Linked DNA regions of Mus musculus: all the other regions are linked to region 4. The links are chromatin contacts, called in public Hi-C, HiCAR-type and promoter capture Hi-C maps. All regions are on one chromosome and are shown on one strand. The core of a region is the stretch at or near the end of the contact, and the rest is flanking DNA. Distances in the headings are between cores, read along the strand shown. Region 1 holds the start of Gmps (guanine monophosphate synthetase). Region 2 holds the start of Rsrc1 (arginine/serine-rich coiled-coil 1). Region 3 holds the start of E130311K13Rik (RIKEN cDNA E130311K13 gene). Region 4 holds the start of Ssr3 (signal sequence receptor, gamma). Region 5 holds the start of Plch1 (phospholipase C, eta 1).

Region 1 (3,562 bases), core at 594-3,093, 1.4 Mb after region 4:
AGGAGGCTAGCCTTACACTGATGTATGTCTTCTCACTGACGGTGCTGGAATAGCATCTGTGATGGTTAATCCTAATAGGCCAGCTTAAGAATTACTTTATTACTTTTATTAAGTTTTTTTGCATTTTATTTTTAAATTCCTTATAACAGTGTTGTGCCTATATGTTTGTCTGCACCATTTGCATGCAGTGTCTACAGGGACCAAGTGAGGATGTTGGATCATCTGAGCTGGAATTACAGACAGCTGTGAGTTGGCCACTCTACCACATGACCTTGACATAAAATTTAGCTATTCACCTTAAACTCAAATAAATCACAATGATCAAAAATATCATCTTAAGAAAATATTGAGCCGGGCAGTGGTGGCACACGCCTTTAATCCCAGCACTTGGGAGGCAGTGGCAGGCGGTTTTCTGAGTTCGGGGTCAGCCTGGTCTACAGAGTGAGTTCCAGGACAGCCAGGGCTACACAAAGAAACCCTGTATCGGAAAAAAAAAAGCAAAATAATAATTAAAAAATGTTGAAAAAATACTGAAATAATTTTGTGAAAATATTCTTCTAGATCGCAGTAGGTTCTATAAAACCGCAGCGAACTCATCCACCATAAAGATGAGTTCCAGTGAGTTGTAAGATTAAAAATTAAAGACAAATGTACAAAACTGTAAGGTGAGACTTATTCTTCAGACCATGACAGGTGCCTAGGTTTGAAAATATAGGAGCTACCTAATAATGTTTATTCATTTGTTCAACACAGGTTTTTGAATGATTCCTACATATTAAGCAGCCATTCGCGAGTTTGTGACACTTAAGCTCCATGTTTGCAAGGGCAGAAATTATTCCTGGCTCTAGAACAGCTATCCAAAAGTTTGGAGTTTCATACACCCGAAGAGAAATTTAACCAGATTGCTAAAGCTAGGTCACAAGCATGCACAAGCGTGATGTACACCTTGCTAAAGTAAATTATATTCCAACACCGCAGTTTCTCGATGACAAAACTGACTTTGTGAAGGTCAGAAAGCTCTCCAGGTCAAAGACGATTAGGTCGGAAGGGAAAGGGGACCAATTCAGACCAGGCAATTAAGAACGATGTCTAAGGCTGGGAGTTGGAAGCCACAAACGGGCATCAACGGCCCAACGCTCTCGCGTCTTGGCTAACGCAGTTAACTTTTTCCAGCACCCGTGGAGAACCTGGCTCCCAAGAAAAGGCCCCAAAGGCGGGAAAATGTCCCCGAAAACTAGCACGTAATACACGAGACAGAGTGCGCAGGAGCAGAACCTTTAACTCTACCCCTCCGAGGATGGCGGGAGAAGAGGGTGAGAAGCACACCTGGGCCCAGGAACAGAAGCTGTGGTCAATAGAGTCAGAAAGGCCTGCACTAGGCTGGAAAGAATACAGGCCCGCCTGGCCGGACCGCCGCAGGCGAGGCCCCGACCCTGCCCTGCGGTTGAAGGGCCCCGAAGTCCCCAAGAATCGCGGCCCACAGCCAGGTCGCCTCTCCGCTGGAACTCGATGCTTCACTAGCAAAGCCAACAAAGCGCCTCGGATGCAATAAAGCCGCGCCGCAGGCCGGGCTGACACATGTAGAGCGCCACTGACCCGGCCGAGGGAGACGGACGGACCCCCAGGTCTCGCTCACGCTGCCGGAGGGCGGCAGAGACGCCAATCACAGACTGACCTTGGAATCTCCGTTGCACAGGGCCATCGGGGACCAACGCCGCGGGTGCAGACTGCTGGCAAGGCCTGGACGCCAGAGGCTCAACACCGGGACCGGCAGAAGCGTGAAGAACAAGAGCAGCCCGGAACCTAACAGCGGCCTCAGAACACAGAAGCGCGCGCAGGCCCTGCCTCCAGCTTCCGCCCGACCTCCTCTAACCGGCCCCGCCTCTTAGAGGCGGGACCATGCAAGCCCCGCCCTCGTCGTCACCCCGGGAAGATAACACCAAACCTACCAGAAAGGAAAGCATCAGCCATGCCCCCAGTCTGGGCAATAGAACTGGATGTGATAGCTGACAATAATTAAGTAGTGGCTACATACCACCTCAAACTTCAAGTTTTTATAAACTGCAAGATACATTTAAGTAATGGATTCACCGTGTCACAAATAGTGGCTCAATTTTTCTGGTTTTTTTTTGTTTTATTTTGGTTTTGTTGTTTTTCTAAATAAGGTCACTCAGCAGACCAGGCTAGCCTCAAAGTTACATCCAGCTGCCTCTGACTCCTAAGTGCTAAAATTAAAGGTGTGTGCCATCACCTCTGTTTTTTAACAATAAGCTGTAGATTCCTCAGAGAGCCTACCTTGTTGAAGAAATTATATTTATTTGATTGCCTGTTTAGTTTTTGTTTGTCTGTTTCTTTTTTCTTTTGTAAGAATGTATGGTAGCCAGTCACCACCTTTGATCCCAGCAATCTGGAGGCTGAGGCAGGCACATCTTAGTTCCAGGCCAGATTTTTTTTTCTTTTTTTTTTTTTTTTGGTTTTTCAAGACAGGGTTTCTCTGTATAGCCCTGGCTGTCCTAGAACTCACTTTGTAGACCAGGCTGGCCTCGAACTCAGAAATCCGCCTGCCTCTGCCTCCCGAGTGCTGGGATTAAAGGCGTGCGCCACCACGCCCGGCTCAGATTTTTAAAAATAAGGAAAGAAAGTAATTAAAAGAAAAATGTTCAGAGGCTCTTGATCTCTCTCTCTCTCTCTCTCACTCTGGTGCCAGAACAGCCAGGGCTATACAGAGAAACCCTGTCTCAAAAAAAAAAAAAAAAAAAAAAAAAGAAGAAGAAGAAAAGAAAGAAAGAAAGAAAGAAAGAAAGGGAAAAGGGAAAAGGGAAAAGGGAAAAGGGAAAAGGGAAAGGGAAAGGGAAAGGGAAAGGAAAGGAAAGGAAAGGAAAGGAAAGGAAAAAAGAAAACCCAACATCCTCCCATGGCCTCAGTGCCTATAAACACATGTACACATAACCCCCCCCCCCCCAACACACACACAATGAAATAAGAACTTTTGCAAGCAACAGCAAAAAAGAATGGCTGATGTGAAGGAAGAAGCCAGGTGTCATTGGTGTCCTAACACTTGCTAGTGCATCCCTGTGAGTTGGAGGCCAGCCTAGGACACATAGAAAAAGACAGGAAAGGAGAACTGCTGTGGATGATAAAGGACACAGATAGGATTTATGATAAACTATCAAGTAATAAAAGCTGGAAATGTTAAAGAATCATTTTCAGCTATCATAACAATAGTAAATTAGGACATGAAATATTAGTAGATGCTAAAATTAAAGAGTGGAAGATAAGAAGCAAGTTTTATTTATACTGTCACAGAGTATCTTCCCACATTATTACTTATGCAATGTAAAATAGCAAATTTTTCTGTCTTTGCTTGTTTTTGAGTAGAGTTTCACTGTTAACCCTTGATAGCTATGAACTAGACATGATCCAACTGCATGAGCCTCCCAAGTGTATATGCTACCACATCTTACAAAATTTAGCAACTTTAGAAGTGCCTCAAGTCAGCCTTTCTTGAGTGATCAATATGAATATCACAAATAGTACAGTAGGTCAGTGTCATGTCTCACTT
Region 2 (3,937 bases), core at 140-2,639, 1.6 Mb before region 4:
GATTATTTAGTGTCTCTTTTTAAACTAACAAATCACAGGACTTCCTTCCCATATTCTGGGAGTGAAACCAGAAGAAAGTTATCTGTAAATGCACTACAACAACCCTATGACAACCAATTCACATCACAACTCTCCACGCTGAATATGTAGAGACTGGGTCATCGAGGCCAATTAACAGACAAGTGCCAGCTGCCTTTGTCTTTTTCAGCTTCAGACATTTTTAGCCTTCTTATTGAACATACAGTCATAAAGTGCTACCACTTAGCAAGAAATCTCCTTTGTCTGCAAAGAAAGTGAATATTCATAAACTCTAAGACTGGAGAAGCTCTCAAAGGAGAGCTGCTTTCCCCACATGGTTGTACCTGTCACATCTGCTCCACTCCTTAAAACCTGAAAACTCTACGTAGCTACTTCACTGGGAGCTTTTACATCTAAGTTCAAAGATGACAACTCGAATACCTTCATATGCCAGCACATGATGTGTGAATTTATTTAACAACCTAGTACTTAGTAGGGACAAAACTGGGCTGCTGGCAAATCTAGAGCTTTCCCCCCCCCCTCAATAAACATTTTAAATACAACTCAGAAATTACATTAATAATAACCTAAAATCGAGGGCAGACAACATCCATTGTAACTCCTGAGAAAGGTGAATGAGTTCAGGAGTTAACTATCTGGTCACATGACCAAAAGTCTAGAAGGTAAATTCACAGACTGTTTAAAGTGATGTGTGTATATGTCAAGACAGGAAGGGTCTGTCTAACCATGTATTCTCTCTCCAGCCAACAAGCATCCGATAGACAGGAGAAGGGGTGGGGATTCCGTGCACACTTAGCCACAGCCTCCCCCTCGCTCCGACTACCTGGAGGAGGTGAGAGTGAACCTGGCTAAAAAGGAAGGACAACTGGGAATCCGAGGAACGGCGATCGAGGACCCGCGGGACCCGCGGACTGGGGGCTACCTCTCCACATCAACTCCACACTGTAGGCCAAGCCTGGGGCCTGCGGCCGCTCGCCACCCGCGACCACTCCGGCGACCCCCTCGCCCAGAGCCAGCAGGCTGGGACCCTGCAAGGTGCGGGGCGCATGCGCACGGCTACAAACCGCACGCCGCGGGCCCAGGCCCAACCCTCGGCGAGCTCCTGGCCACAGACTGCGCCAGGCCCCACGCCGCCTCCCGCAGAGCTGGGCCTCGCTACGCCTCCTTCGCGGGCGCCGCCCCCAAGCTCTGGACGCCGGCATCACCTGGCTCGACCTTCGGGTTCGCACCTCCCGACGTGGGGACCTGGAACCCCCTCTTCTAACCACGGCGCCACCGGCGTCCTCAGAACTTGCTTCAATTTAAGCTCAGCGCCTTCCTGGTTCCAGCACCAGGCAGCTTCAGCCGAGCTGTCGAGTGCGTCGATGCAGGCTGCTGGACCATTAGGAATGCCGAGCGAGTGGATTGTCATGCCGCCAATTTTTTGTTTAATGTTTGTTTTGCGTGTTTGCATAATTGGATTTTCTTATTCTCCAAAAGCAATAAAGGTGGTACTATGGGATGTTACTGCCTTAGTATTCGCCGTTATCGTCACAGATAATCAGCAAACATCTACATCGTAAGAAGTTATGTTTAAGACATCCGCGTAGAGCAAAATTGGTTAGTTCCTGTTGAGCGAGGTGGAAATTCGCCCAACAATAATAAATCATGGGAGTGTGTCTGCATAGAGTCGTGTGTGATTAAACTGTAATGATTTATTTGCAAAAAAATACATTAAAATCGGTGGGTTTTTTTTTTTTTTCCTGCCATGAAGGTGAAGGCATTCACGGATTGGAAGCAATTAGTTTCTCCTATTAAAGAAACTGTTAGATAGGAGGAAGAAATCTGCCCGATAGGAGAAGGTTCCTCTAGAAGAGAAAGTAAATGGGTAGATTTATAAGAAAGAAAGAAAGAAAGAAAGAAAGAAAGAAAGAAGCTTCTATTACCGAAATTAAAGAAACGTGGCATTTTCTGTAATATACAATATTTTCCTTGTATGACTTTTCTTTCATGATTTAGTATAAGGAAACAAAAATGAGGAGATATATAAAATATTAACTTGGATTCAGGCCTACTGTTAGCTAGATACTAAGGTTCAGATTTCCACAGAGATTTGAGATGGAACTCACTTCCAGTATAGGTTTATTCCTGGAAAGTAACTGGACCTTAACTAGCCAGTTTTGAGGGACTCTTTTAAAACAAAACCACAACACTACATGTTTGTTTTAAATAATTCAAAAACTGGGGGAACTCTTGGGGGGGGGGGGTCCTGATTATTTTTGTATCTGTCCATAGGCTGTCTCCTGAGTTTTAAAGTCAATGTTCCTTTCAAAACTTTGACAAAGTAAAATAAAATAAAATAAAATAAAATAAAGGCTTTGAAATGTCTTTTCTCAGGAAAATATTTGCTGTTTGGTGAAACATCATACTTCATAGCTTTTATTAATACAATTTCCAAACTTTTAATTTCTTAAAACTGAAACTTCCTAAAAGAGGGACTATTGGGGATGGCGAGGAAGGGAATGGGGGGGGGGATATAAGAGGCTAACAGAAGAGGTGTATGTTTCCATATGTGAAAAGTTCATAAAGAAAACCATACAATTATATGCTAATAAAAATTTTAAATTAAACTTCCTTTACACAAATGGGAGTCAGACACTGGAGATTTATCATTGCTTCATCTACCACCCCTATAGTTAGAATGAGTCAAGAAGATGAAATAATAGAGAAATCTATTGGTTCAAATTACAGGATAGTCATGCCTGATCTTTCTCTGGTTACCTTTAAAGTGGTCATCCTTCTAGTACAGAAGATGGCATAAGCGTTTGTATTTAAGTCCTGTGGTTAAAAGGATGAAGAAGCGTCTGGGGGTCTCCTGATCTCTTACCAGGCTTCTAGCAGGGGCTATTTGGGAGGTGTTTACGAATATGTATTTCGTCATAGAGGTTGAAAGCTACTGAAACACCATGTCAACTTAGTGGATCCCATTACTAAATGATCTTTTTTAAACAGTTTCACAAAAGAGTAAAATTCTGTGATTATTCTCCGGAATTACAGTGTTACAGATAGCAGACCGATGCTCAATGTGACATTGCTCCTAAATTCATAGAAGTTAGGAAGCAGTAAGGTTTTGAGTCTTGTGAAATAATAAAAGCAAGAGTTCATGTACTTCAATAATACCTAAATGTTTAATGCAATCGCTGTTAACCATGTAAAGGTATGCCTTTGTCCTAAAAGCAGGGTGGGAAATGTTTCTAGAAGGAAGGATAATGTCAAAGAAAAAGTAAAGCAACATTTCTAATAAGCTTTATTTTCATGTCCTTTAAATGTGCAATGTAGTTAGTATTACAAGAAGTTATGGAACGTCTTAAATTACACTTAAATTCTCGACTGAGAATACATTATGTACCACAATTCTGTGTTCTCTTTACCAATGTTTTAGGTTGTTTGGGTAGAACTTCTGAAATTATTGGCTAAGTGTGTTTTGTTGTTCTAATCAATAAGTAGAAGATATACATATTAATGGCCTGTAACTGCTTTCATTTTTACTGAGTACTGGATCCAAGAGAACGAAAACATTATCTTTTAACATCAAACAAAACTCATTAATATTCAGTATACTGAAAATGCCCCCCCAAACTGCCACTTAAAGAGGTATATTTGTTTACATATTCAAGTAAATGTAACATTTCATATGTAAACATTCTTTTGTGTGAGCAAATAAGTATTTGCATAGCTACAAATCACACAGCAAGCCGTGGCTTAGAGGAGACAGTCATGTCCCCCCCCCCCATATAATTAAGAGTTTTTATAAAATAATTGTCAAATATACAGTTTTTAAGTTATAAATCAGAAAGAGAGTTGTTTTCCCCCCTCCAAAGAGTGAGTCTTTTTTTCACAGTCCACGGTAAACAAAAAT
Region 3 (3,829 bases), core at 1,081-3,580, 1.5 Mb after region 4:
TTACCGCTCATCCACCACCACCCTTACCTTACTCAGGACCAATCAGCTTAAAGGTTAGCTGATAATACTTTGCCTAGTGAGCCAACTGCTCTCCTCCTTGCCCTTTAAAGTTTTGAACCTGGTTCCTCATATAAAAAGCCTGCCCTGAGAGGAGAGGCCCTTTGTCTTGTGAAGGTTCTATGTCCCAGTATAAGGGAATGCCAGGACCAGGAAGCAGAAGTGGGTGGGTGAGGAACAGGAGGTGGGGAGGGGAAGGGATAGGGGGTTTTCGGAGGGGAAACTAGGGAAAGGGATAACATTTAAAATGTAAGTAAAGAAAATATCTAATAAAAATGCATTAAAAAAAACCTGCTCTGAGGACAGACTAGTGCCACAATTAGTTTTTTCCTTCTTGTGATCCAATATTATGTATGGTACATGTTCAATAAATTCCTTTTACTTAACTAAAATCAGTGTATGTATAGTTTGTGTGGCAATTTCCACACCCCAATAAGGAAGAGAGCAAAACTGGGGGAAGTGAAGTGGTTAAAAAACACACGCTTCACTTGTAGAGTGCCTGAAATCAGTTCCTAGGACCCATATCAGTTGGCTACCTGTAGCTTCAGCAGAATCCTCAACCACATCCCCTATCAGGTGGCTTCTGCAGCTCCGGTGGAATCTCTGGCCTCCACATGTGTCTGCACACGTCCACACAGAGACTGTGGTTTAAAATTTTACAAGTATTTTTAAAAATCAGATTCTGCGTTTTGATGTCAGTAAATTGAAAGTAAAGGAAAGGGTAAGTATGGGTGAGTGGTGGGAGAAGCCTGCAAAGGCAGCGAGAGGTCCTGAGAAAGATCGACCAAGGGAGGAGAGGAGTGAGGCTAGCACAAAGTGCTGAAAAGACGAGGCCTGGGATACAGACAGACTACAGGGGTTCCGCAGGAAATTAAAGCTAAGATCGGAGCTCACTGCAGTAGTTTTGAGATGAGATTAGTCAGCTTGGTTTTCTAACTTTTCCAAGCAGTTCTTGGAACTCAAGAGGGATATACCCATGATGACTTAGTCCTGTAGATATGAAAGTACAACTAGATACTTCACATCTTTAAGGGACTATTTTCCTATTGTCCATTTACAAAGCTATAGAGATAGAGGAGTAATGTCTTCTTTTCCTCTCTGGTGCTTTTGACATAGGTACCTGTGTGTGCACATCATATAAGCAAGTAATAACAAAGGCCTCACAAGTGAGTGTGATATGCTACTGTCAGTCATAAAACTATGGGGTGTGGAAACACTAATTCACACTGTTATATATTTGATTTCTGTAAGGTAAGTTTTTTTTTTGAATTTTCATTTTTTGTTTTATATTTTTGCAATGCTAGATAGAGATCTAGCCCAGGGCCTCAAGTGTTAGGAAAGTTCTCCTGTAACATTTTAAATATAATGAACCAAACAGAGTTAAACAATAGTCCCAAGACGTCTAATGCTTCTAGTACTAACTGTAGAGTTTGGGAGCGACAAAGGGCACCCTCAGGTGGGGTATTTGGTTTTAAAAACATGTTCACTTGTGGAGTCCTGAGCAACACTGATTCCTTTCAGCAACCAGGTGTGAGAAAGCATGGAACAATGCAGCCAGTGATGCTTCCCAGCACCTGTGTGCAGAGTTTTTACCATGCACCAACAGGTCGGTCGTTAGCCCCTCTGGAGGTCAAGCTGAGGACCACCACAAGTGGGTTGTTAGATTTTCTTACAGGCTCAAAAGCCTCAGAGTAAAACATAATTTTATCAGGTAAGATATTTTAGAATTGCCAGGCACAATGGGAAAGGCCAGATCTCTCTTTGGGCCAAAGTTAAATTTATTACACAATGCACATTTCAGCTTAACAAATAAGTATATCTCCATCTCTCTTTCCTTTATTATTCTTGGCATTAAAAATATTTAGAAAGCCAGGCACACGGAAACACAGCAGAAGCCTCTGTATGGGGGAAGCTAAAGATTAGGACGCTGAGGCCAGCCTTTAGAAACATAAACCCTGTTTCTAAAGAAACAAAGGTTGATGCCATATGTGTTTCTGGGTGTGCTCTCCAGCACCATAAAATATGGCAAGTGGATTTCTGAGTTAGAACTAGCCTGGTCTGCGGAGCTAGTTACAGGATAGCCAGGGCTACACAGAGAAACCTGTCTCAAAAATGTAAAAAACAACAAAATAATAAAAATACAAGCTTATAGAAAAAGTAGCAAGAATAAGAGACTGTGCATATTTACACAGATGTCTTATCTTTTCACGGCATTTTTGTGTTGTTCTGCTGTCCTGGCTGGCTTGGTACCACCAAGGACACGCAGAGACAAGAGTGCAAACGCCCAGAATGGGCGGGGACCCCGGAGCCGTGCAGCGCAGCGACCCCTACCGCCCACCAGGGGGCGCCCGCAAGGCTTGCTGGACGCCGGAACATGGCGCGGCCGCCCGCGAGCCTCGGGTCGCAGGCGCCGGACCGCGACCGAGGGGAGGCCAACGTGGTGACACGGGTGTCGCAATGGGCAGACAACCATCTGCGCCTTGTCCAGGTGCCACAGCCCGGCGGGGTGGGCTAGCCTGAGCGGAGTGATCGCGGCAGGCCTGGAAGAGGACCCGCAGGGGCGGAAAGACAGCCGGGCCACAGGGGAAATGGCCAGGGAGGCGACATCGCCTCATTTGCCCTCCTGGCGGCGGCGGTGGTCAGGCCTGGAGGCTGGCGCAGGGCTGGGGACACCACAGGGCTGGCCCAAGAGTAGCTCCTCATTCAGTATGGCGGGCTGGATACCCAGGAAGAGCAGAGAAGCCCGAGAGGCCTTAACAGAGCAGAGCCAGGATGGGTTTTTCCAGGGCTGGGGTTCGAACTTTGGTAAGCATTGTAGTGCTTACCACTGAACTGTATCCCCAGTTGTTTTGGTTTTGGGTTTTGGGGTTGTTTTTTTTTTTTTTTTGGTTTTTTTTTTTTTTTGTTTGTTTGTTTGTTTTTTTGGTTTTTTGAGACAGGGTTTCTCTGTATAGCCCTGGCTGTCCTGGAACTCACTTTGTAGACCAGTCTGGTCTCGAACTCAGAAAGAAATCCGCCTGCCTCTCGTGTTTTCTTTTTAAGTGAAACAAGAGAAGACACTGAAATTCAATCATAGAAGAGACACTTAGACAGCCAGTCTACTACCAGATAAAGGACTGCTAAAGTCCCTGTGGTGGTGGTGGTTCCTGTCATGGAGCAGTCGTAGTAAATGATTTACTGGGAAAAGCTGTAGAGCCCTTGGACATTAAAATTTGGAGACTGATCTTGAAGACAGCCCATTAGACTTTAAAGTACAGTTGTAGGCTTGAGGCAACAGTGTTCAATGGGAAATCAGAACTGGACGTAAAGCTGAGTGAGAGTGAGCTGCATAAACCTGGTGGAGTGGGTAAAGCCCTAGTCTTGACAGACATCTTGAAACAACGTCAGAAAGGTACAGAAAACGGTCTAGAAATGAGGCCTAGGGGATTCTCTGGGGAGGGAAGGTAGCAGAAGCAAAATCTGAGGCAAACAGGGAGACAGATGATTAGGAAAATGAGTAGCCAAAAGCCAGGACAACGTATTTGGAAGGAACAACAACTTTTTTGTTTGTTTGTTTTGAGACAGAGTTTCTCTGTATAGCCCTGGCTGTCCTGACTCACTTTGTAGACCAGGCTGGCCTCGAACTCAGAAATCTGCCTGCCTCTGCCTCCCGAGTGCTAGGATTAAAGGTGTGCAGCACCATGCCCTGCCCGGAACAGCTTTTAAGAATCCTGCTGAGAATTGGAGGAAGCTGAACTTTGCAAAAGCTTTGCAGCAAGAGAGCATGAGGTCC
Region 4 (3,920 bases), core at 122-2,621:
TCAGGACAGACCTGCTTCAGGATGTCGTAGTACTGCTGGGTCTTGAATTGTTTGGGAAACACAATACCTTTGCAGCCTACCTTTCTGAGGACATATTCCAGTTCTGAGGACTGGTAGGCTGGGTTCACAGACACCAGGATGATGCCTGCCTGGGCAGTAGCCAGCTGAATAAGTACCCAGGCATAGGAGTTGGGTCCCTGCATGCCCAGCCGGTCACCCTTGCGGAGGCCAATGCTCAGAAGACCAGAAGCAGCTTTGTCCACCTCCTCCTTGAGCTGCGCAAAGTTCAGCCTGATGTTTTCATGGAGGATAACCAAAGCCTCTCTGTCGGGGAACCTCTGCGCTGTGGCGTCAAGGCACTCGCCCACAGTTGTGTTCACAAGATGGGAGTCGGTGTGGCCCTGAATGTAGCTGAGGCCTCCAATGGGCAAGGGGTTGGTGCAGTTCACCATTCCAGAACTGAGAGCGCGGACACTCTGCAACTTCGAGTTCGGCCGAGGGCGAGTGAGCAGCGTCCGGGGGCCCCGCGCCCCCAGGCTCGCGATACACAGCCTCCCGAAGCGCAGCATCCCGTGATAGACAGCCATGGCTCGCTTCCGCCGCGGGTCTGGGCCAGGAGTAAAACTCCACAAGAGTTTTTTTATTTTCCAATTCTAAAGACTGTAATGAGAGAGTCTTTTAGAGGCTAAGAGGCTTTGTTGATTAAAATGATGTAATAGTAATAATAATAATAATAATAATAATAATAATAATAATAATAAATTAAACCATGCAGATGGCTCAGAGGGTAAAGACACAAACGTGACAATTTGGTTCAATCTCTGGGACCCAGAAAGTAAAAGTAGACAACTAACTTCCTCAAGTTGTGTTCTGACAACGTTGTGGCACGGCCCTCCAACCAATCAATCAATCAACTAATCATCAATCAACCAATGAGCCAATTGTTCAATCAATGTAATAAATTTAAAAAGAAATATAAAGTGCACATGTGGAATGAAATACCAATAACGTTAGTTAGTTCGTTAGCTAGCTGGTTAGTTAGTTAAAACAGTACTGCTTGTATGGTTGCTCATTTCGATTATCCAAGCCTGTCTCTGGAGACTGAGGCAGGCGAGTTAGAGAGCAGCTCTAAACTACACACTAAACTACAAATCCCTTCATTCTTTGTGGCATTGAGGCGCCACGTACCCTGAAGGATGCGGAAGTCTTGTTCGCATGCCCAATCGTACCTCGACGCTTGTGAAACGACGGCAAGATGGCCAATCCCGAAGCAGCGTACCCTGCGGAGTCCCGCCTCCGCGTTGCGCTGACGGGTCGCGGGCGGATACGCGGCCTTCTGAACCTTCCCTGCCTCCCTGCTCCCGGCCTCCAGTCTTCAGCTCGGCCATGGCTCCCAAAGGCGGCTCCAAGCAGCAGTCCGAGGAGGACCTGCTCCTTCAGGATTTCAGCCGCAACCTGTCGGCCAAATCGTCGGCGCTGTTCTTCGGGAACGCGTTCATCGTGTCTGCCATCCCCATCTGTGAGCTTCGGGCGGGCGGCGGTGGCGGCGGGGACGTGGCGGGCGCGGCGGGGAGGCCTAGTGTCCGGAGCAGCGTCCTCGGGAAGTCACTCGCGGCGTGCTTCTGAGCCGGGCGCGGGTTCTGGCCCGGAATCTCTTTTTGGTACACTGCCCTTCTCCTCACCACTGTTGGACACTAGGATGTCTTTAATGAACCGGGCGGGGGAGCCACTGATAAACCTTCACTGAATTAGCAGCGTGACCCGTGGCAAACCTCCCCTTACTCCCGAGCATCCTTTGGACGTGCAGAATGCCAAGTTAGGCCTTGCCCGAGGTCCGCGATCAGCCTTGTTTAGGATTTCAATAACTCCTAGAGAGCAGCTCGAGCCTTCTCGATTGAATGAGAAACTGCCCACTTGAAGGCCAAAACTGTCTCCAAGTCCAGGTTTTCCGAGTTTCCTGTCTCCTGACCCGCACTGCCGCAGTGCTGCAGGCCAATCATGTCCAAAAAAAGTTCTTTGTTATTTTGGCCTTGTAAAAAGCTCAGCTTGCAGTGAATGTGGTGTGGAGCCCCCTGGGTTCACTGGCCCGACAAAGCATTGTTTGGATTTCAGTGAGCAGCCACGTCAGCAAGTTAACCAAAGTTTTGGGACAGCGGTTGATTTAAAATGGCCCGTGTTTTAACTTCCTAGTATTCCATGAGTGAAATTGTTATTATTTGTAATCCCCACTCCCAGTTTGTTCTCAAGTTAGAAGATGAAATTTCTAGACTAGCAATATCCCCACAGCCTACCTTTCTGTACTGGGAAAGCCCTGAACTGGGACAAACCCAGTTTATTGTCTATCTCACCTCTAGTGAAGTTTTTCGGATACTGGGTGGGATTTACTGACTCTCATTTACCTGGCTTAGCTGTAGTCTGGCATGTGCAATGGGGCAGTGATGTTGTGTGTCCCTTGCTTTTGTCTTATCTCAGGGTTGTATTGGAGAATATGGCATATGGATCTCATCCAGTCTGCTGTGCTCTACAGTGTGATGACCTTAGTAAGCACTTACTTAGTAGCCTTCGCGTACAAGAATGTAAAATTTGTTCTGAAGCACAAGTAAGTACCCTAAACCCAACCCCAGTCTGCATATTTTATGTTAGGGGGTCTTAAACATGATTTATAAGCATTAGTTTGAAATGTGTATGTAGTTAATCGTGAACCATATGACACTTCTGTGGAAATAGGTTTTGAGGGTGGAGTTTGAATATTCATTCCCAGTCTTCAATTGATGGTTTGGTCAGAAAAACAAGTCTATTAAATCAATGAATGTTTCCGAAACTCAGTGGATTTCTTTCTAGAAATTATTTTAGGCTGCCCATTTACTAATTTTGGAAGCAAAAAATTAAAAATTCTCTGACATTTTCAATGCCAGTTACTTTTTTTTTTTTTTTTTTTAATCTTGTAAGTCTATTCACTGTAGAAGACAACCCTATTTCTTGAATTTCAAGATCACGTATAAGACGAATTATTTTACTAGCTTTAGGAGAAGAAAACCCAAGTTTTTTTTTTTTTTTACACAAAGTTCTTTCTTTTTAAAAAATTTTTATATGAGTATACTATAGCTGTTTTCAGACACACTAGAAGATAGCATTGGATCCCATTACATATATTCTATGAGCCACCATTTGGTGGCTGGGAATGGAACTCAGGACCTCTAGAAGAGCAGTTAGTGTTCTTTAACCACTAAGCCATATCTCCAGCCTGGAAAACCTAAGTTTTACCTCAGTAAATTTTTATGTTTTAAGCACTTGTGTACTCTGCTTTCCTAAAAATAAAACAGGAGGGTGTAGCAGGCTATTCCCTTATTTGTTCAATAGGGCCTTTTAGGTTTTTCTTTGAAGTATTATTATTTTTTTTAAAAATAATTAACTCTTTTACTTTTGAACTGCGCTTGTGTGTTTGTGTCTGTGGTTTGGTGTGTCTCTTGCCTGAGGGGCCAGAAGATAGTGATAGATTTCTGGAACTGGAATTGCACATAGTTCTGAGCCACCTGATAGAGGTGCTGGGAACTGAACTCAGCTCTTCTGCAAGAGCAATGTGTACTCTTAACTATTGAGCCTTCTCTTGAGCTTCTAAAGTAATTTTTTAAAGGCAGTAGGTATTCCGATCTTAAATTTGTCATCTATTTACTGTTTTAAAATTTCTCACAGTATCCACACTTGACTAGAAACTAGTTTTGTTTAGATTGATATAGCAGTCTGCATCTGGTCTCTTGAAACAAAATTTAGAGTGTACTCTGACACACATTGCTTAAAGCTATTTGATGATACTTTTCCTTGCATTGTTTATATTTTATGGGATAAAAAATCACACATGCTCGTGAGGGGCTGGAGTGGTGGCTCATTGGTTAAGCTACTCGATGCTCTTCCAGAGGACT
Region 5 (3,537 bases), core at 880-3,379, 1.5 Mb after region 4:
TTGCATCTGAGCTTCATTTCCTCTGAGGGGGACTCTCAACTTTTATTACTTACACAGGCAGATAGAGGCCTAATGAATCTGGTTAGTTTCAGGGACTTCCGGAGTTGTTATTCTTCTTGCTTTAGGAGTTTCCTAAGGATGGAATATATCAATCTCCCCTAGAAAAGAACTGTTACACAGCAGCAAGCAAAACACCAATACAAATAAGACAATAGAAATATTTCTAAAAGAAAGAAGGGGGTTATTACACATTCTTGTCCTTCTTTTCATGTATTTGGAATGTTGCATGGTTTCAAATTTTTAAACTTCAGTGTTACAGAAATAAACAGCACCATAACCAAGAATACATACAAAGACACTTGTCAAGAAGTTTGTGTCTGCGTTTATTTTAACCCCTGCGTCTGTGATCTTTCAGTTCCAGAAAGACAAACACAGGAGGCTAAAGGATGGATAACCATGACTGATGGAGAGTTTAATTATCTTGCCTCTTTCTTTTTTTCTTTCTATTCACCATGGTGATTACCACCAAAGAGAAACTCTAAACAGGCCTTTTTCTACACAAAGAAAAGCAATTTCGAGGCAAACAATGCTTGTCTTTTTTTCCTTTCTTCTGTATTATCTACCTATCTATCTATCTATCTATCTATCTATCTATCTATCTATTTGGTGCTGGCGATTTCAGGTTCTCAAAGCATACTTCACATTTACAACCTCAACCCTACTTAATTTCCTGTAAATTAGGTGTTTGCGATCTGGGTAAAGAAAAAAAGGGGGAGAGGACAAAGGAAGAAAGAAAAATTAGGAAATTAAATATTTTTCCTTATGAAGCCAAAAGACCTTGCAATTCCTTTTCTAAATTGAATTCTTCCTTGTAGTCTGTAACTAGTCTGGTTGCTTTTTTCTTTCTTTTTTTTCCAAGCGTCCAGGATAGCTTTCAGGATAAAGTTTCTTTTTGCCCATGATGCTTTGCCGTCACATTGTAATTGCCTCTGTTGAACTGAATAATACAAATGGGTTGTTTCTATGGTATCGGCTAGGCTAAGACGGATGAAAAGGTGAAATACTATATCTTGTGCTGAGAGGTCACTGAGCATCCCTCCTCCCACTCCCCCACTGTCAGTCAAAGAGGACTAGTGATCTCTCCAGCCTCAGACTCTCCTTTATTACTTCCTGAACAAATTCACTCATGGAAGAAAAAAAGACTTTTGTTTATGTTGTCACCAGGCCCAGACAACCCCTGCTAATTCCATGTTGCCATGCCAGAGCTCCTGACTTTCTTACTGGAGGGAAGTTTTACTTTGAATGGTACACGGAGGGTCTTGTCCTCAGTTCCTCCCAGTTAGGCTTTGAACTAACAATAGGACAGGTTGAATCAAGACTGATAAAAGCCAAGTCCTGGAATCTTGAAGCCGGATCACTCCGCAGCACGCTATTCCCTTTCTACTGTTAGTGCGCTCAGATCTCATCTTTACTCAGCTTTTGAACACTTGCTGGGTGCAAACGTTCCGCTGCCGCCTGTGTGCTCTTTAACAGCACATTAGCTTTTCCAGCCCGCTAGCGGGTGAACTGACAATTAACTGGCTTGTTAATTAATGCCAACGAGTGATATTTGGAAGAGACTGAGGGATAACAAAGCATCCTATAACCTGCACTCCCTGTTCCTCAATTTGATTTTACTCAAAATGGATAGTTGAAAATAACAGATGCTATATTTATTGGAAAGGGAGAAGGGGGGAGGGGGAAGGGGGAGGAAAGAAAGGATTAGTCGTTTGGTGTTTTATTTTTGAAGCGGTTCAAACTCTTGTAAGAACATTGCACAGTTCGCTTCCCCTGAACTCTCCAACTTTGTTCCAGCAGCGTCTTTAACCCGCTAGCCACCTAAACTGAAAATCTATCAGAGGTGTCCCTGGTCTTGGAATTCTTTGAAATTTGCTGCGAGGGAGGACAGAAGAAGATCTTTATTCCCAGGGGTTCTGGCCTATGCCTAGCAGTAGCATCTTCATAAGGGGTCCACGTCCAGTTCTTGGCTCCTGTTCCTCGATGGCGCTCCAGTCCACTCGCGCGCGCTCCAGTTCCGGATTTGCCCTGAGCTGAGGGTTAAGAGGGAGGGTGCTCCAATGTGAGCATGAGGATTTGAATGAGAAAGCAGGTTGTGGCGGCAGCGCTGGTCTTTACTTGGAGCTCCTCTGTTGGTTCTGTTGGCTGGTGTGTAGTGGTGCCCATCTTGGGCTGGGGGGCTGTTTTGGAGGAATTGGGGTTGGAGTCACACCGGGACACTAGCAGATCACTCCAGCATTTGGGAGGTTGAGCCGGTTACAAAAACTCCGAGGATCCTTCATCAGCGGGATACTCAGAGCTGAGCAGGTCAGTGCTTTGGAGGGGGTGGGGGTGGGGGACAGGGAGAGGGCCGGGAGCAGGAAGAGGAGCACCGGACTGCCTCTCCAGCGTTGCGCGAGCAGGTGCTCGAATTCTTTCTGGGCAATCTCAGCCGCGAGCACCGGGTTGTGGTGTGTGCCAGGGTGCCTCGGCCCAGGAACTGGACCACAGTAGCTCGTGAGCTCCTAATGGAGCGCGTGGGCTTTTGTGCCTGAGCAAGACCTTCCCTGCCCTGGTTGGTGGCAGAGGTCCAGCCACCGGGAGGGTCCCGCATCGCGGCGGAATGATCCCACAAGACCTCCCCTGGCTCTGGCCGCCTGGAAAGCAGTTCTGCGGTCCCAGAAGCGCGCCCTTAGTTGCCGGTGCGAGTCTTACTGTTCAAAAAGCTCCGGGCATTAGGTGCGAGAAGGATTTACTCCAACTGCCCTTTCCTAGCGACAAATCATGGGTTACCGAAGCGACGCCCGGGCTGTGAAGGTGTTCTCTGCGCCTGCGCGGGATACCATGGCAACAGTACCGGGTCGGAGACGCCACTTGAAGAGCAGAGCTGTTTTGCTTTGCTTCACTGTGGAGCCCAAGTCTTTCTCTAGACTTTTTGTTTGTTTGTTTGTTTGTAGCTTGGAATCAACTTACGATCTCATTTTTGTTTTTTAAGAGTTTAGCATTGAAGTGATAGCCAGAGGTATGAAATAAAAAATATATAACTTTTTTCTCTCTTCTGTCATCATTTTGATCATGGTAGAAAAATAATGCTGAGAAACTGCTCATTGGAGCATTCAAGTTACCTCCTTTTATCCTGTGAAAAGGAAGATATGAATAAGACTTTATTTCCTGGTGCGGCTTTTTTAAACAATTGTATTAAGCTTGGGTTTCCACAGTGTGCAGACGACATCGTAGCTCCTGTGTACTCTGCATACAACCTGTTTATAACGTACAGAACCTGATGCTCTCCAAATGAACTAGTGTGTTAAATGCCGGTGAAGGGAAGCAAAGGTTCTCTCTGTCAACAGAGACGTTGCTTTTTAAGATGTGGGTTGCTTACTGCTGGCATTATGATCTTGTTCAGAAAATGAATGTTTTAAGACGCATTATTGCAGACTAGTCTTTCTTAAGCCGTCTGTTGACGACTTAAAATTGTGTCTTGAAAAACCTCTTCCCGTC

The links. Promoter capture Hi-C pulls out the DNA fragments that hold promoters and counts their contacts. Hi-C and Micro-C count contacts between places; a contact is called where the count stands out from the background. HiCAR-type assays count read pairs that join an accessible place to other places.
Region 1: a contact with region 4 is called in a promoter capture Hi-C map of pre-B cells. The contact joins the promoter of Gmps here to the promoter of Ssr3 in region 4. A contact is called at or near these places in 11 of 39 promoter capture datasets (the C10 cell line, cranial neural crest, embryonic stem cells and 6 more), 1 of 15 datasets of contacts at CTCF or cohesin (large pre-B cells), 7 of 484 Hi-C or Micro-C datasets (CD4 T cells, CD8 T cells, the G1E-ER4 cell line and 4 more), 8 of 115 datasets of contacts at active chromatin or transcription factors (astrocytes, bone marrow-derived dendritic cells, embryonic stem cells and 4 more) and 3 of 9 other capture datasets (adipose tissue, embryonic stem cells and macrophages).
Region 2: a contact with region 4 is called in a Hi-C map of CD4 T cells, with 8 times the contacts expected there. The contact joins the promoter of Rsrc1 here to the promoter of Ssr3 in region 4. A contact is called at or near these places in 1 of 39 promoter capture datasets (pre-B cells) and 1 of 484 Hi-C or Micro-C datasets (CD4 T cells).
Region 3: a contact with region 4 is called in a HiCAR-type map of astrocytes, with 4 times the contacts expected there. The contact joins the promoter of E130311K13Rik here to the promoter of Ssr3 in region 4. A contact is called at or near these places in 7 of 39 promoter capture datasets (the C10 cell line, the HPC-7 cell line, cranial neural crest and 3 more) and 1 of 115 datasets of contacts at active chromatin or transcription factors (astrocytes).
Region 5: a HiCAR-type map of astrocytes shows a contact between it and region 4, with 2.9 times the contacts expected there. The contact joins the promoter of Plch1 here to the promoter of Ssr3 in region 4. A contact is called at or near these places in 1 of 39 promoter capture datasets (hippocampal neurons) and 2 of 115 datasets of contacts at active chromatin or transcription factors (astrocytes and stem cell-derived neural progenitor cells).

The regions. Positions count from the first base shown.
Region 1 is chr3:63,974,424-63,977,985 of GRCm38.p6, reverse strand. Gmps (guanine monophosphate synthetase) reads right to left here and starts at 1,843. Exons shown (of 16, transcript NM_001033300.2): 1 at 1,676-1,843. The coding sequence starts at 1,702.
Region 2 is chr3:66,983,114-66,987,050 of GRCm38.p6, reverse strand. Rsrc1 (arginine/serine-rich coiled-coil 1) reads right to left here and starts at 1,389. Exons shown (of 10, transcript NM_025822.4): 1 at 1,245-1,389.
Region 3 is chr3:63,927,973-63,931,801 of GRCm38.p6, reverse strand. E130311K13Rik (RIKEN cDNA E130311K13 gene) reads left to right here and starts at 2,330. Exons shown (of 5, transcript NM_177856.5): 1 at 2,330-2,545. The coding sequence starts at 2,432.
Region 4 is chr3:65,390,004-65,393,923 of GRCm38.p6, reverse strand. It overlaps Ssr3 (signal sequence receptor, gamma), which reads left to right and starts at 1,371. Exons shown (of 5, transcript NM_026155.3): 1 at 1,371-1,519; 2 at 2,473-2,599. The coding sequence starts at 1,387. It also overlaps the pseudogene Gm5540.
Region 5 is chr3:63,898,054-63,901,590 of GRCm38.p6, reverse strand. Plch1 (phospholipase C, eta 1) reads left to right here and starts at 2,129. Exons shown (of 24, transcript NM_001370984.1): 1 at 2,129-2,364.